3 separate regions of the Sus scrofa genome follow, and all the other regions are linked to region 3. The links are chromatin contacts, called in public promoter capture Hi-C maps. All regions are on one chromosome and are shown on one strand. Each heading gives the region's core, a stretch centred on a gene start, on an enhancer-like site or on the middle of the called end of the contact. The rest is flanking DNA. Distances are from core to core; before and after follow the strand shown. Region 1 holds the start of CUEDC2 (CUE domain-containing protein 2). Region 2 holds the start of ACTR1A (alpha-centractin). Region 3 holds the start of NOLC1 (nucleolar and coiled-body phosphoprotein 1).

Region 1 (4,561 bases), core at 2,053-4,552, 290 kb before region 3:
CACAGCCGGGCACCAGAACTGAGTTCCTAGGGCATTTGCTAGAGCTCACAGCCTATGGAATTCAGTTCTCAGAGCCAGGTGGCCAAAGTTCTCTCAGCCTTGATGCTGCCTTCCTGTGGTGTCTTTGAATTTTCCCCCACTCCCAGGATGGGTTAGATGAAGAACCTGGAATCTCAAGATTCCTCCTATCCCAGGGAGGGTGTGAGCTTGGAACTGAAAATTGGGGTCCATGGCTAGGGAAAGAGGCAAGGTGCTGCAGAGTGAGTCCCATCATCTTCCACCCAGATCTGCTCCTGATGGGCCCAGATGTGGAACTGGATGGGCAGGGCGCTGGGGAAGAGCTAGAACATGTACATTGAGAAGGGACTCTCTCTAGAGACTGAGGGGCTTCCTGAGCCAAAGGGGACCCACCCACTGTGGATTCCAAAGATAGAGGCCTAGGAGTCCCAGCTCCTTGAAAACCTCCCCATGTGAAGATCTGAAGTACCTGGGATAGATAGGGCAGTGGATGAGAAAGAGTCCCCTGAAACACACAGTGACTTTCTTGAGAGTTAAACTGAGGGCTGAGGTGCAGGGCAGAGTGGCAGTCTATCCCTAGAGAGGAAAAGGCAAGCCGGCAGATCAGGAGCCACCCTACCCCCACCCTGCTTGAGTTGAGAGAAAGGGGCCGCACTTACCCATGAAGCCTCTTCTCTCCCTCCTGGAGCTGGATCTGCAGAGATGCTCCCAGAGAGTGCTTCTTAAATAGGGCCCCCACCCGCCCCAGCCAACTCCCGCCCCCGCCCCATCCTGGTTCTTCTGAGAAAGGAGGAAGGTGTGGGAGGGCCGGGCACCCTGCCCAGAGAACCCTTTCTGACCTCAAGCAAGAGCAAGATAAAAAGCAGAGACCCCCTACTTACCCCCCCATCCTTCCAAGCATCCCCTTCCTTACCTCAGTGTCTGAATGAATCCTTCCCACCCCCTGAGACCAGCCAGCTGGGTCCTTTCTCTGCTCTTAATGTCTGGGAAATAGGCCCTTTATGCCTAGTACGAGCCCAATTCCTCATTCTGAGGTTGGATGTTGGGGAATTGATATGCTAGAGGAAGCTTCAACAGAGGCTTCTAACTTTCCCATCAGCTGAGGGGACGCAGCATCAGCTGCAAAATTCGTTTGACAGAATGGGGAGAGAGGAGGTATCATTCCATCTCCTTTCACCCCTTGTGGCTTCAAGCAGCATCCAAAGTGTAGGTGGAATTTGTTCCCATCCTGGAGAGAGAGACATTGAGACCTGAAGGGACTTAAATTTCAACCAGCTATGGAATGCTGAGCAGGACAAGCATTCCTGTTTTTGTTTTGTTTTGCTTTTTGTCTTTTTGCCATTTCTTAGGCTGCTCCTGTGGAATATGGAGATTCCCAGGCTAGGGGTCCAGTTGGAGCTGTAGCCACCAGCCTACGCCAGAGCCACAGCAACTTGGGATCCGAGCCTTGTCTGCGACCTACACCACAGCTCACGGCAACACCGGATCCTTAAGCCACTGAGCAAGGCCAGGGATCAAACCCACAACCTCATGGTTCCTAGTCGGATTCGTTAACCATTGCGCCACGACGGGAACTCCTAAGGATTCCTGTTGGAGCCTCTGTCTTACCGTTTGTGTGTCATTGTGTCTGTGGTGCTCCTTCTCCTCAGGCCACCCTCTGTCCTCTGACTCCAGAACTTTACCCTTGCTGCACAGAGTTGAGACCCTTCCCCCAGAGTTTGAGCTGGGAATTGAGGGCCCCCCCCAAGAGGTCCTTCCCATCATCCTTCCCAGAAAGGAAAGCTCAGGAAGGTCTTTCCAATGATAATATGTAGCTACATCCAAATGCCATTCAAGAGACAGAAGGTGGGGGAGGGAAAGGTACAGTCAGCCTCAGGGATGGCCACAAGGGTCTTGGGCCAGGACTAGGGACAACTCTATTGAGGAAACCTGAAAATTCCCGTAATGGGGATGGTAGGGAGAGAAGAGTCATCAGTGTTGTGCAATGAAGGGGAAGCGGGGGATGGGAGCTGGGGGAGGGGAAGAATGGCCACATCTATAGAGGGCTGGCAGCTACCCATCACCCCCTTCCCAGGGGCCTGCTTGGCTAGAGTTCAAAGTGGTTGTCACCCGACCCTTCATTAACCCCCGCAGTGCCAGGCTGGCAGCAGCAGCGCTTTTATGGGAGACATGAGGCCAAAGGTGCTCCCTCCTTCCTTCCTGCCTCCCCTTTCCTGCCTCTCTCCCCAGCAACCAACATCTTGCTGACTTTGAGGCCAGAGGATCCTGCGGGGAGGTGGGAGATTGCAGTGAGGAGCAGGACTGGAAGAGGAGCAGTGATCTCTTTTTTCTCCATGCTTTGGCACCACCTCTGTCCTTAGGGAAGAGAGAATGGGACTTTTTACCTTGGACTGTGAGCTCCTGAGGGTAAGAACAGTCTCTGGGTCGCCAGTACCCCACAAGGGGACTAGCCCTGAAAAAGAACTCATCCCTGCTGATTGGTGATGCACTAGTTTATCCTTGAAGGGAACTCACCCTCATGACCACTGAAGGGTTCCTGAGAGAGAAGGCTGTGGGCTTCCCCATAGGGTAGCACAGTGAAGCTGTGGCAGCAGGAGCAGAAAGAGGAAGCTGAGGCCTTACCGGGTACTGGCGTTCAGCTGTCCTGTGCTATATGAGAAGCCCAGCCAACAGAGGCATGAAGGCACTGGGGGTGGGCATGGCCTGCAGGCTACCCTGGATCTGGGCTCAGGTGGATCCTCACTCAGAGCACCTCCTCACCCCTTTCCAAAACAGGCTCCTAGCCCTGAAGACACCCTAACCTTGGGGAGACATCGCTGTTAAGGGAATGCAAAGGAGACAGATATGGTGGGGAAGTCAGGACCTAGGAGTCGATGGGTGACAGGGCTTGAACCTGGACTGGACACGAAAGGGGAGAGACCCTGGGATTTGGGGAAGAACACCAGGTCTAGGTGCAGGGCCACCAGAACCAACCGGGAAGCCACGAGTCTTTCCATGGGTGGAAGGACGGGAGAGACAAAGAGAAGGGTGGTGGTGGGGTAGCTATAGGACTTGAGGGCGGAGACTTGGGGGCGAGGAAATACTGCAGATGGGAAGACACTGGGTGGGGTCAAAATGTTCTCCATCTCCCGCCGCTGACAAGGAAGTAGGCGCGGATTCAATCAGTCGCTGAGACTCCACCCACTGGCGGGACCTCCACGCTTAGCTCCTCCCTACCCTCAACAAAAATGGTCGCCGCAGGAGCCCGTCCAAATTCGTGAGACAAATGAAAGGGAGTGCAGAAGCTCCGCCCAGTTGTGGGCAATGCCCTTCTTAAAAATGGCTACCACAGCGCTAGTGTAAAAACACCGCTCTGGGCCCCGCCTTTGATCTCGTTGGTGGGGCTGGGGGATGAGAGCTGCATCGTGCGGGACAAGTCGCCGGCGGCGCCCGACGGAGCAGGTGATTTCCCCTCCAGGCCCCAACCCAGGGCTAGGAGAGTCTCGGAGAGCATTGACCCAGGGTACCTGTCCGGTGTGTCTCCCCACGGTACCCCCGGGGACCGCCGGACCCCCATCTCTGATTCTCGCTGTGGCCTGTATCAAGGCACATCCCAGCTTGCTCGGGCCTCCCTCCTCATATGTCCCCAGGGCCTCAACCGCATCCCATTGCCCTCGGGTCCGCTATTCTGGACCCTTACGGGTACACTGCTCTCTTGTTTAGGGAGCTCTTGCTTCAGGGGTCGGCCATCATCCCACTTCCTGTACTGCAGCCTGACTTTGAATACCGGAATCCCTTGTATACCCCTTGGTGTCCTTGGCACCTCTAAGACCTAACTTGAGAGTCAGGAGATGTCGTCTGGAACCTGTGTTATGAGACTAGGACCCCAGGAGCTGGGTTTCACAGGGGCTGGGAAAAGCAGTGAAGACCTCGTTTCTAGACCCTCTGAATGCCCCAGGACTTCTTCCACGCTGCTTCCAGGACTCCTCCTACCAAACCGCCTTGTGCTCTCCCTCCACCTTGGGCACCTCCCCACCCCAAGGGAACAGTATGGTACTCCTTCCCCTAGTCTAACTTCATTTTGCCCAAGGGTTCTATTTGGAGCATCTGGAGAGTCCAGGCCTGTGCCTGGTCCTGGGGATGTTCTCAGGCAATGAGGATAGGGCAGTAGGGTTGACTGCAGGGAGGAAGTGAGTCCTGCCGAGTGAGAGGCAAAGGGAAAGACATTCTGAGTGGGGAGAAAGAACAGATTCTTGAGGTAGGCAAGAGGGCCAGACAAGCAGGAGAGAAAGATCAGAATATAGGCTGAGGAGAGACCGTTTGCATTGAGAGGTGGTGTAGTATAGTGGTTAACAAGGAGGGTTCTGCCTTGGTATAACTCTGCCATTAACTTACTTTGTGACCCTCAGTGCCTCTGTTTCTTTTTGTGTAAATGGGATAATATGATATATTACTATCTAAATTTTAGGGTAATTGTGAGGATTAGGTGTTAATACATGTAAAGTGCATAGAACAATCCCTGGCAGATTGTAAAGAGTTGATAAATACTAAATATTACTACCAT
Region 2 (4,381 bases), core at 464-2,963, 340 kb before region 3:
GGCCTCCCCTAGTGTTAGGAGGAACTCAGGTTTAAATAGAGATGCTGGCGCGTCTTTCTGAGGTGCTAGGGTCGCACCAAAGCGCTGGGAAGTGCGTGGGTAAAGGGCTTGTAATTGTTCTGCGGTCACTCTAAGAAGGATTGTTAAACAAATCTGGCAATGGATTGATTCATTCGTTCGTGTAGCATTAGTTTTAACAGTAAAAATCTGAATGTTTCCTACCGTCTTTGAATGTCCATTGACCAGATTGACACCAACACCGCCAAACTCGAGGGTCATATGTTGAAATATCTATTTTGAATTTCTGCTAGAAAGTAACAGGACTTAGATAAATTAGGATCGATTAAATATCCTGACTAAAGGGTCAGGACTATTAACTAAAGGGTCCTTGCAACTTGAAGGGCGGGAGGAAATACTCTAGACACTGGGCTCAATTAGAAAGCAGTGATGGAGTTCCCGTCGTGGCTCACTGGTTAACGAGCCCGACTAGTATCCATGAGGACTCGGGTTCGATCCCTGACCTTGGTCAGTGGGTTAAGGATCTGGTGTTGCCGTGAGCTGTGGCGTAGATCACAGACTGGGCTCGGATCCTGGGTTGCTGTGGCTGTGAAATAGGCTGGCAGCTACAGCTCCAATTCAACCCCCAGCCTGGGAACGTTCACATGCCGCGAGTGCGGCGCTGAAAAGACCAAAAAAAAAAAAAAGAAAGGAAGAAAAAAATAGAACCTCTTTTCGCTTCCATTTTCTCATTCATCAATGTGAATCCTTATGAAAATTAAAGATATGCTAGAGCAGTTCCTGAAGCTGGAAGATGAACGTCGTTTTAATGGCCAAAATATCATCTATACCAGTAGCGCCAAATGCCAGTCTTTAGATCAATGTTAGCATGTTGCATTACAACTATCCAGGAAAAAAATGCAAAAATCAACAAAAATGTTCTTTTACCGCAAAAGCAAATTTTATGTAATTTAAACTACTTTCCTCTATTCTCTGAATATGTTCCTCCCTGTGTATTTGTGTGTATTAGAAGTTACTTTTATTAGAGTGCTATAGTGATATATGTTTGTTTTTTTTTTTTTTTTTTTTTTTTTTTTTGGCTTTTTTTTTGTTGTTGTTGTTGCTATTTCTTGGGCCGCTCCCGCGGCATATGGAGGTTCCCAGGCTAGGGGTCCAATCAGAGCTGTAGCCACCGGCCTACGCCAGAGCCACAGCAACGCGGGATCCGAGCCGCGTCTGCGACCTACACCACAGCTCACGGCAACGCTGGATCGTTAACCCACTGAGCAAGGGCAGGGATCGAACCCGCAACCTCATGGTTCCTAGTCGGATTCGTTAACCACTGCGCCACGATGGGAACTCCATGATATATGTTTGTTAATGTCTTATAGACCCATATAAAAATATGGCAACCTTACGTTGTCCAGGGGAAGTGGTGGAGAGTGGCAGGACTGATCTGTAAAAGCCAAACATCCACAAGTTACTGATCAATCCAAACCGAACTACAGACAAATACTACATACTTCAGGAGGCACTGGGAATCCCTCCCAATGGACTACAGATTCTGGTAGGCAATGCAATCAGCGTCCCTTTCTATTTAATCTATAGAGACTACAAAGCCCAACACACCGTGCGCCGGAAACGCGATGCCGTGTCACTTACACTAGGCGGGGCTCCGAAGCAGCTAAATACAATGCAGAGCCTTCTGGGTATTGTAGTTCTTCGAAAGCGAGGTCGGGCCGCTCCCTGGCCGTCCGGTACTGGAGGCCAGACTGCGCATGCGTTTCAGTGGCGTTAGCGGCAGACCGGTCTGGCAGTTCCTTCCTCGGAAGGAGAGATTCCTCTGCCATGGAGTCCTACGATGTGATCGCCAACCAGCCTGTCGTGATCGACAACGTGAGTTGCATCCCCCTAGAGGGACTTATGCTCTCCTCCTCGAAGGGATCGCTTCCCGGGTTTCAGCCTGGGCCGCCGGTTCTTTGTCACTGGCCCGGCCTGTCAGGCGGGTTCAGCCGCCGCCGCCTCCTTCCTCCCCCGACCCGTAATCCACAGGCAGGGCGGGCCAGCCGGCCATCAAGCATGGGATGGAGAACCCTGGGATGGATAAAGGGAAGGGTTATAGTCCGAGCCGGGTCCTTGGGCCCCTGGCTAGAGGGGCCTTAACCTCTCTGTGAGAGCCCGGCGTCCGCCCCGTCCCAGCTTCCGATAACTCTATAGGCTGTTCTGGCTGTCCATCTTGGCCAATGACCCCGCCTCTGGGCCTTGCCGGATGAGGGCAGCCCTCTGCAGTGATTGGCTCGCTCTCCTGCCTTTCTTCCCGGCCGCCATAGTATTTCCCCCCTTTAAGGGGCGGGGCGGCGCTCGAGGGCCGTGGGGATTGGTTTCGGGGCCTCGGAGTGGTGGGGCCTGACCCGCTAGGGCCCGCCCGGGAGTGGAGAAGGGCTAAGCTTCCTTCGGTCCCCAGACGGGCCCGCGGCTTGGCGGTATGTTTGGGTGGGGCTCGAATGTGTGGTGCCAGAAATGGCCTTAGGATTTCAGTTATTTCTGTGATTTTAAATTACAACGTTAATAAATGTTGAGAAGAAAGGGGAGTGACAAAGCAAGTAGGGGGTTACCTTTCTCTTCGAAACGCCTAGTTGCTGTGGAAAAAAAAATAACTAAACGTATTTGCCAGGCGCTGTAGCGCTTACACAGGGGTTTCACATGCATTCAAATTGGATCCTCACCAATTTGAGGTGGATAGTTAAAGCAGGACGTTTGATCCTCGTTTTACGAATGAGAAAACTGAAGCGCGAAGAGGTGAAGTGAGCCCAAGGTCGCACAGTAGTGGTGCCCTAAATCCAGTGCTTTATCCGCTATTCTTCTTGCTAGTACCCATGCAGGTGCATCAATAGTGACAAATGGAAAGAATCTAAATACTGCTCTTATTTTTGGCGGAGAGAAGCAGTTGTATAAAACTGAATTTCTGTCTTTCCACGGAAAGGTTGGGTTGATACCTTTCTGTTCCTCTTCTAAGTCCCTCCATTGAGGCACAATTGCCAGTTTCCTTTGTCCTAAGCTGACTGTCACATTCACTCTGCTGATTCAGCCCTTGGGATCTTTGGCACGTTGCAAGGTCCTTTAACTTGCATCATCTTTTGTGTGTGTGTCTTTTTAGGGCCGACCTGCGGCAGATGGAGGTTCCTAGGCTAGTGGCTGAATAGGAGCTGTAGCTGCTGGCCTACACCACAGCCATGACAATGCTGGGATCAGAGCTGCATCTGCGACCTACACCACAGCTCACGCAAGCCGGATCCTTAACCCACTGAGCCAGGCCAGGGATCCAACCTGCATCCTCATGGATGCTATTCAGATTCGTTTTCCCTAGACAGGAACTCCTGAATCTTCTTTAGGCTTCAACTCTGATAGGTAGTTAGGGCTTACTAGTCCCAATTGAAATATGAAGAAAAATGAGGCTTGGGGAGGTTAAATAACAAACAGTATTCAAACCAGCTGGGTTATGAGTTGAGGTGCCAAGACTCAGATTAAGACTGGGTTCTAAATTCCTCATTTTTTCCAATGAAAGATGCTTTTTGGTTAGTTAGCTTTCCTTCTCTTTAGGAAGGAGGTTGAGCTCAGTGAGAGACCTCATTTTAGGGAGGATTTTTGTTTGTTTCCTTCACCAGACTATGAATTGATCGATTTGTTGGTATAATTGATTTATTGGTTTCCCAGAGAAATAAGTCTATTCCTAAAATCTTGAAAATTCGCTATTGCTTTGATGCATTACAAATACACTACAAAGGAAAAGAAGAACGGGAACTCCGCAGTTGGATTCTTAATCCACTGCACCACAGCTGGAACTCTGTCACAGATTTAGATTCGGGGCCTCAGGTGGTTCTTGCTGTTTGATATTTAGAGGGTTTAGTTTAGTTTAGTTTAGTTTCAAAGTGAAAGATGGAGGAGTTCCCGTTGTGGCACAGCGGAAACGAATCCCACTAGGAACCATAAGGTTGCAGGTTTGATCCCTGGCCTCGCTCAGTGGGTTAAGGATCTGGTGTTGCCGTTAGCTGTGGTGTAGGTCACAGACTCGGCTCAGATCCTGCGTTGCTGTGGCTGTGGCTCCAATTTGACCCCTAGCCTGGAAACCTCCATATGCCATGGGTGTGGCCCTAAAAAGCAAAAACCAAAAAAAAAAAAGTGAAAGATGGAGAGGAAGAATTATTTGAGCCAACTTTATATTATGAGGGTAATGTGCCTCTAGCAGATTTACCAGCTACATAGCTTACCATGCTGCCAGTTTTATTTCTGGGCTAAGGACAGTGTAATTAAAAGAGAACAAAGAGAGCAGGAAAAAGAGGAAACGATTCTATTATCAGTTCACAGCCCTTCCCAATCTTCAAAC
Region 3 (4,240 bases), core at 764-3,263:
TGGAATTCCCACTGTGGCACCATTGCGCAGCCTCTTAGGAGTGCTGGGACACAGGTTTGACCTCAGCCTGCCACAGCGGGTCAAGGATCCAGTGTTACCCCAGCTATGGCTGGGATCTGATCCCTGGCCCAGGGAACTCCATATGCCTGAGGGGCAGCCAAAAAAGAAAAAAAGAGAGCTTAGCATCTGACCCTACCCTCCACAGATCAGCTTTTGCCACATAAAAAAGATTTTTGAGGGAGTTCCTGTCCTGGCACAGCAGAAAGAAATCCCACAGCAGAAAGAAATCCCACGTGAGGATGCAGGTTTGATCCCTGGCCTCGCTCAGTGGGTGGGGGATCCGGCCTTGCTGTGGCGTAGGTCAAAGACACGGTTCGGATCCTGAGTTGCTGTGCCTGTGGTGCAGGCTGGCAGCTGGAGCTGATTCAATCCCTAGCCTGGGAACCTCCATATGCCATGGGCGTGGCCCTAAAAAGCAAAAAAAGTAAAAAAAGTAAAATAAAAAAAGATTTTTGATTCTGAAAGGCCCAATTTCATCCAGCCTACTGCGGAAAGGCTCGATCTACCACAAAGAACAAGTCCATCCTCCTAGTCAAAGACCAAGACCACCAAGATTACCATTCCACTCTACCCTCTCTCAAGGTGTTTTTGCATGTAGTCATGCCAGCTTTCCTTGAGATGTAGATTACAAACCTTTCACATTCCTGGTCATCACCCTTTACCTGTACTTGGAACATCCTAAGTTACCGTAACTAAGATAAGAGCATTCATTCACTGATGCTTCCTGAGCACAAAGCACTGGTATTGCCACTTAGTATATATCTTGCTACTGAAAATCACAAAACTCCTACAAAGCAACGAAAACTTTTTTTTTGGTTGCGGCCACTGCATGTAGAAGTTCCCTGGCCAGGGATCAAACCCTCACCACAGCAGGAACCCAAGTAGCTGCAGAGACAGTGTCGGATCCTTAACATGCCGCACCAAGAGAACTCCAAAAATCCTATTAAGTGCATGATGACATCGCCACAGAAGTCAGATTCAGAGAGGCTAGGCAAGCTGCCCGGGATCATACATTTTTTTAAGCAGAGGCTGTTCCCAAACTTAGACTTGTCTGATGCCAGAAGTTAAGAGTCAAGCTCACAGCTATGCCTCGAAGAGCTATGATGCTCAAGCCTACCTCAGTATAACTAGAAGCAGAACCCTGCCTGCCTCTACTCTCGTTCCCTTTCTTACTAAGGAAAATCCCAGCCTTCATTATTTCTAAAGCAATTTCATTTGTGTTTCAAATTTGAGAGTTAAGGTCCAAGTCACGCTTGGCATCAGCTAAGATAAAGCACAAAGAAGGAACCAGGAGCCTCCAATGCCTCTGGTGGGACACAGCGCTCCCTTCTCGCAACATTGTCAGCCACGTGACCTAGGCCACGCGGGTCCCACGCTGCTGCTGCCGCCGCCGCCGCCTCACCTCTCACCAAAAAAAGCAACAAGGCTTGTCGCTGAGTAGTAAGACTTCGTGGAAGAGATGCCGGCATTCCAGGGTTTCTCTGGACACTGCCGAGAGCTCGGCACAAAGGCCCAAAACACTGGGCTGGAGGACCCCACAGACCTCCTTACCTGCAAACCTAAGCATGTCAGGGCCCAGAGCCCTGTGGTCATCCCCCCTTATGTCCCAAACCCGGAACTCACAACGCCTGTTGCCTTGGCGAACTTATTGGCCACGTCCGAGAGCTGGTTATCACGCAGAAAGCCGAGCACGAGAGGATACAGGTCGCTAGGAACCACGCGGCGCAAGCCGGCGTCCGCCATCCTCCGGACAATACGCGTCACTACCGTCGCGGACGCACACGACTCAGGAACCCGGAACAGGAGGGGCTGAGACGGGCCAGTGTGATGCCTCCGCGCTGCGCGGGACACAGCGGAAGGGGCGGGCACACGCCGCAGGGCCTTCCCGCTCCCGCCTTGGAGGCTGGGTAAAGGCGAAATCTATGAACTCTTTCCGGTCCCACGAGTGTCGCCATCTTGGTTAGGGCGGAGCCCGCCCTTCGGCTACTTTGTGGAGGCGGAGCCCTGACGTCAAGGGGTCACGCCCTAGAGATGTGGCGGGAAAACTCCGGAGTTCTCGCGCCCAGCCTTTCTAAGCCTTTCAGCCGCAGCCACATTTCCTGGGGTGGTGGTTACCTGCGCCCCTGACTTGTGGATGCCAGGGTAAGGAGTGGGCTGGGGAGACCGAGCTGACTTTGAACTCCCTTTAGCTTGGTCACATGACTTCCCATACTGCTTCTATCGGTGCTGCCAGTGGATTCCCACCCTTCATCTTCACTGTCTCCGACACCCTGGGAGGCCCTTTCTCAGGGTATCACACCAACCTCTGCACTCCCATCTCCATTACAGGATTCTTCAGATTATCCGTTGTAGTGATGAGGTGCTGATCTTCAAAACTGCCCCTTCCAAAATTACGACTTGCCCTTGAGACAGCCTTTCTTCTTTTACTTATACAGCCTTAAGTCAGTTCCATGAAGGGAAAAGCGGTTTTGCACCAAATCTGAGTGACAGCAGCAATCTCTTCAAATCTAGAACCCTGAAAATGACCCTTCCACTTTCACACCCGGTACTCTCCCTGGGGGAAAACTAGAAAACCCTTCAACTGGAGTTCCCTCAAGGCTCAGCAGGTTAAGGATTCCTTGTCACTAGTGTGGCTCTGTGACTGCTGTGGCAAGAGTTGAAGCCCTAGCCTGATAAGTCCTGCATGCCTTGGGCACAGGCAAAACCAAAAACAAAACAAGGAGTTCCTGCTGTGGCACAGGGGGTTTAAGGATCTGAGTTAGGATCTGGTGTTGCCACAGCTGTAGCATAGGTTACAGCTGCAGCTTGGATTCAATCTCTGACCAGAGAACTTCCATATTCCATGGGTGTGGCCATTAAAATAAAAACAAAAAAACGCAATCCCTGTCATGAGTACTCAAATATCAATCAGTGCCCAGGCCTGCCAAATAAATTCTATCACGTTTCAGTTCACATTAGACAGCAATCCTTTCAGTCCTATCCACTACCTCTCGATTACTTCCCATTCACGCCCTTCAGGAAAGTAAGGCTCCACTTTCTAAAGGGACACACCTTTCCTTTGCCTTCATCAAAACAGGCACTCCCCTGTCCTTGGTATAATTCCTCTTCCCCAAAGATCTATCTTCCCGCATGCATTCTTTAAACACCTGAGCACTTGCTGAACACCAAGCATTGTGTGTGGCTCAAGCTAATAAGGTCTGTGTACACACAAGCTTCGGTTTAGAAAACCTTTATTTGGAATATGTGTGGGGGTACTTTGATATTAAAATTACTTCCTGGACCAGTAGCACCAGCATACTCTTGATGGAAATGCAGAGATCAGACCCCCTACCCCATAAGTCAGAATCTGCATTTTTTTTGTTGTTGTTTTGGGGGCCACACCAGCAGCCCCTGGAAGTTCCTGGGTCAGGGATTGAACCCATGCAACAGCAGCAACCTGAGCCACTGCAGTGACAATGCCAGATCCTTAACCCACTGAACCACCAGTAAACTCCCAGAACCTGCCTTTTAAAAAGCTCTCCAGATGATTCAAATGCCCTTTTAGTTTGAGAAGCACTGCCCTAGATGACTGATTTTACCAACAACACCCTTGAGCAGTTTGAAGTCTAATAGGATTTTTGCATCTGACCAAAGAGGGATCCTAGGAACTAGAGAGGCAAGCATGTCTCTTTTATGTTCAGAGAAGAAAAGTGATTGTCTGGCAGTACGAGCACCGTAAAAAGAAGCACAACAGCACCTGGGAGTTCTCTCTAGTTCATGTTTATTAGTCTGCATAGTGACTTATTAGATTTTCTCAACACTGGGAGAACCCCTCGGCCCCATCCATCTTACATAGGAATGCAAGTTGACGTGTTTCAATGCCTGTTATAAAAAACAAATACCCTTTAAAAAATCTGATTTAACACATTTTTATTTCACTTTTTTCCATTTCTTTATAAAACAGTCATCTCACTAGCAGCTCTCTCCCCTAGACTAGGGGAGGGGGATGGAGGAGGTTGGGCACCTCCAAAGAAAAGGGAGTTGGGGAGAAGGGCCCAGGGTTACCTCCTGAGGTTCTTCTGGGCCTGTTTCAACAATGTGTCAAAGTCAAGAGAATCAAATTTGCTCTTTACAGGAGCAGGGTCAAAGTCTTCCCGGTTGGAGTCTATAAAGGGAGAGAAAGACAAACAGCAAGGTCTCT

Evidence for each region. Promoter capture Hi-C pulls out the DNA fragments that hold promoters and counts their contacts.
Region 1: a promoter capture Hi-C map of liver shows a contact between it and region 3, with 3 times the contacts expected there. The contact joins the promoter of CUEDC2 here to the promoter of NOLC1 in region 3. A contact is called at or near these places in 3 of 5 promoter capture datasets (fetal skeletal muscle and liver), 2 of 47 Hi-C or Micro-C datasets (heart right ventricle and liver) and 1 of 2 datasets of contacts at active chromatin or transcription factors (alveolar macrophages).
Region 2: a promoter capture Hi-C map of liver shows a contact between it and region 3, with 5 times the contacts expected there. The contact joins the promoter of ACTR1A here to the promoter of NOLC1 in region 3. A contact is called at or near these places in 1 of 5 promoter capture datasets (liver) and 1 of 2 datasets of contacts at active chromatin or transcription factors (alveolar macrophages).

What each region holds. Positions count from the first base shown.
Region 1 is chr14:113,442,384-113,446,944 of Sscrofa11.1, reverse strand. CUEDC2 (CUE domain-containing protein 2) reads left to right here and starts at 3,302. Exons shown (of 9, transcript XM_003483550.4): 1 at 3,302-3,459. MIR146B (microRNA 146b) reads right to left here and starts at 91; the gene lies at 1-91.
Region 2 is chr14:113,496,126-113,500,506 of Sscrofa11.1, reverse strand. It overlaps ACTR1A (alpha-centractin), which reads left to right and starts at 1,713. Exons shown (of 11, transcript XM_001928877.5): 1 at 1,713-1,893. The coding sequence starts at 1,846. It overlaps SUFU (suppressor of fused homolog), which reads right to left and starts at 506. Exons shown (of 14, transcript XM_021072750.1): 1 at 1-506.
Region 3 is chr14:113,152,392-113,156,631 of Sscrofa11.1, reverse strand. NOLC1 (nucleolar and coiled-body phosphoprotein 1) reads right to left here and starts at 2,013. Exons shown (of 13, transcript XM_005671408.3): 1 at 1,684-2,013. The coding sequence starts at 1,803. PPRC1 (peroxisome proliferator-activated receptor gamma coactivator-related protein 1) reads right to left here. Exons shown (of 16, transcript XM_021072738.1): 15 at 4,105-4,204; 16 at 3,804-3,921. The coding sequence ends at 3,915.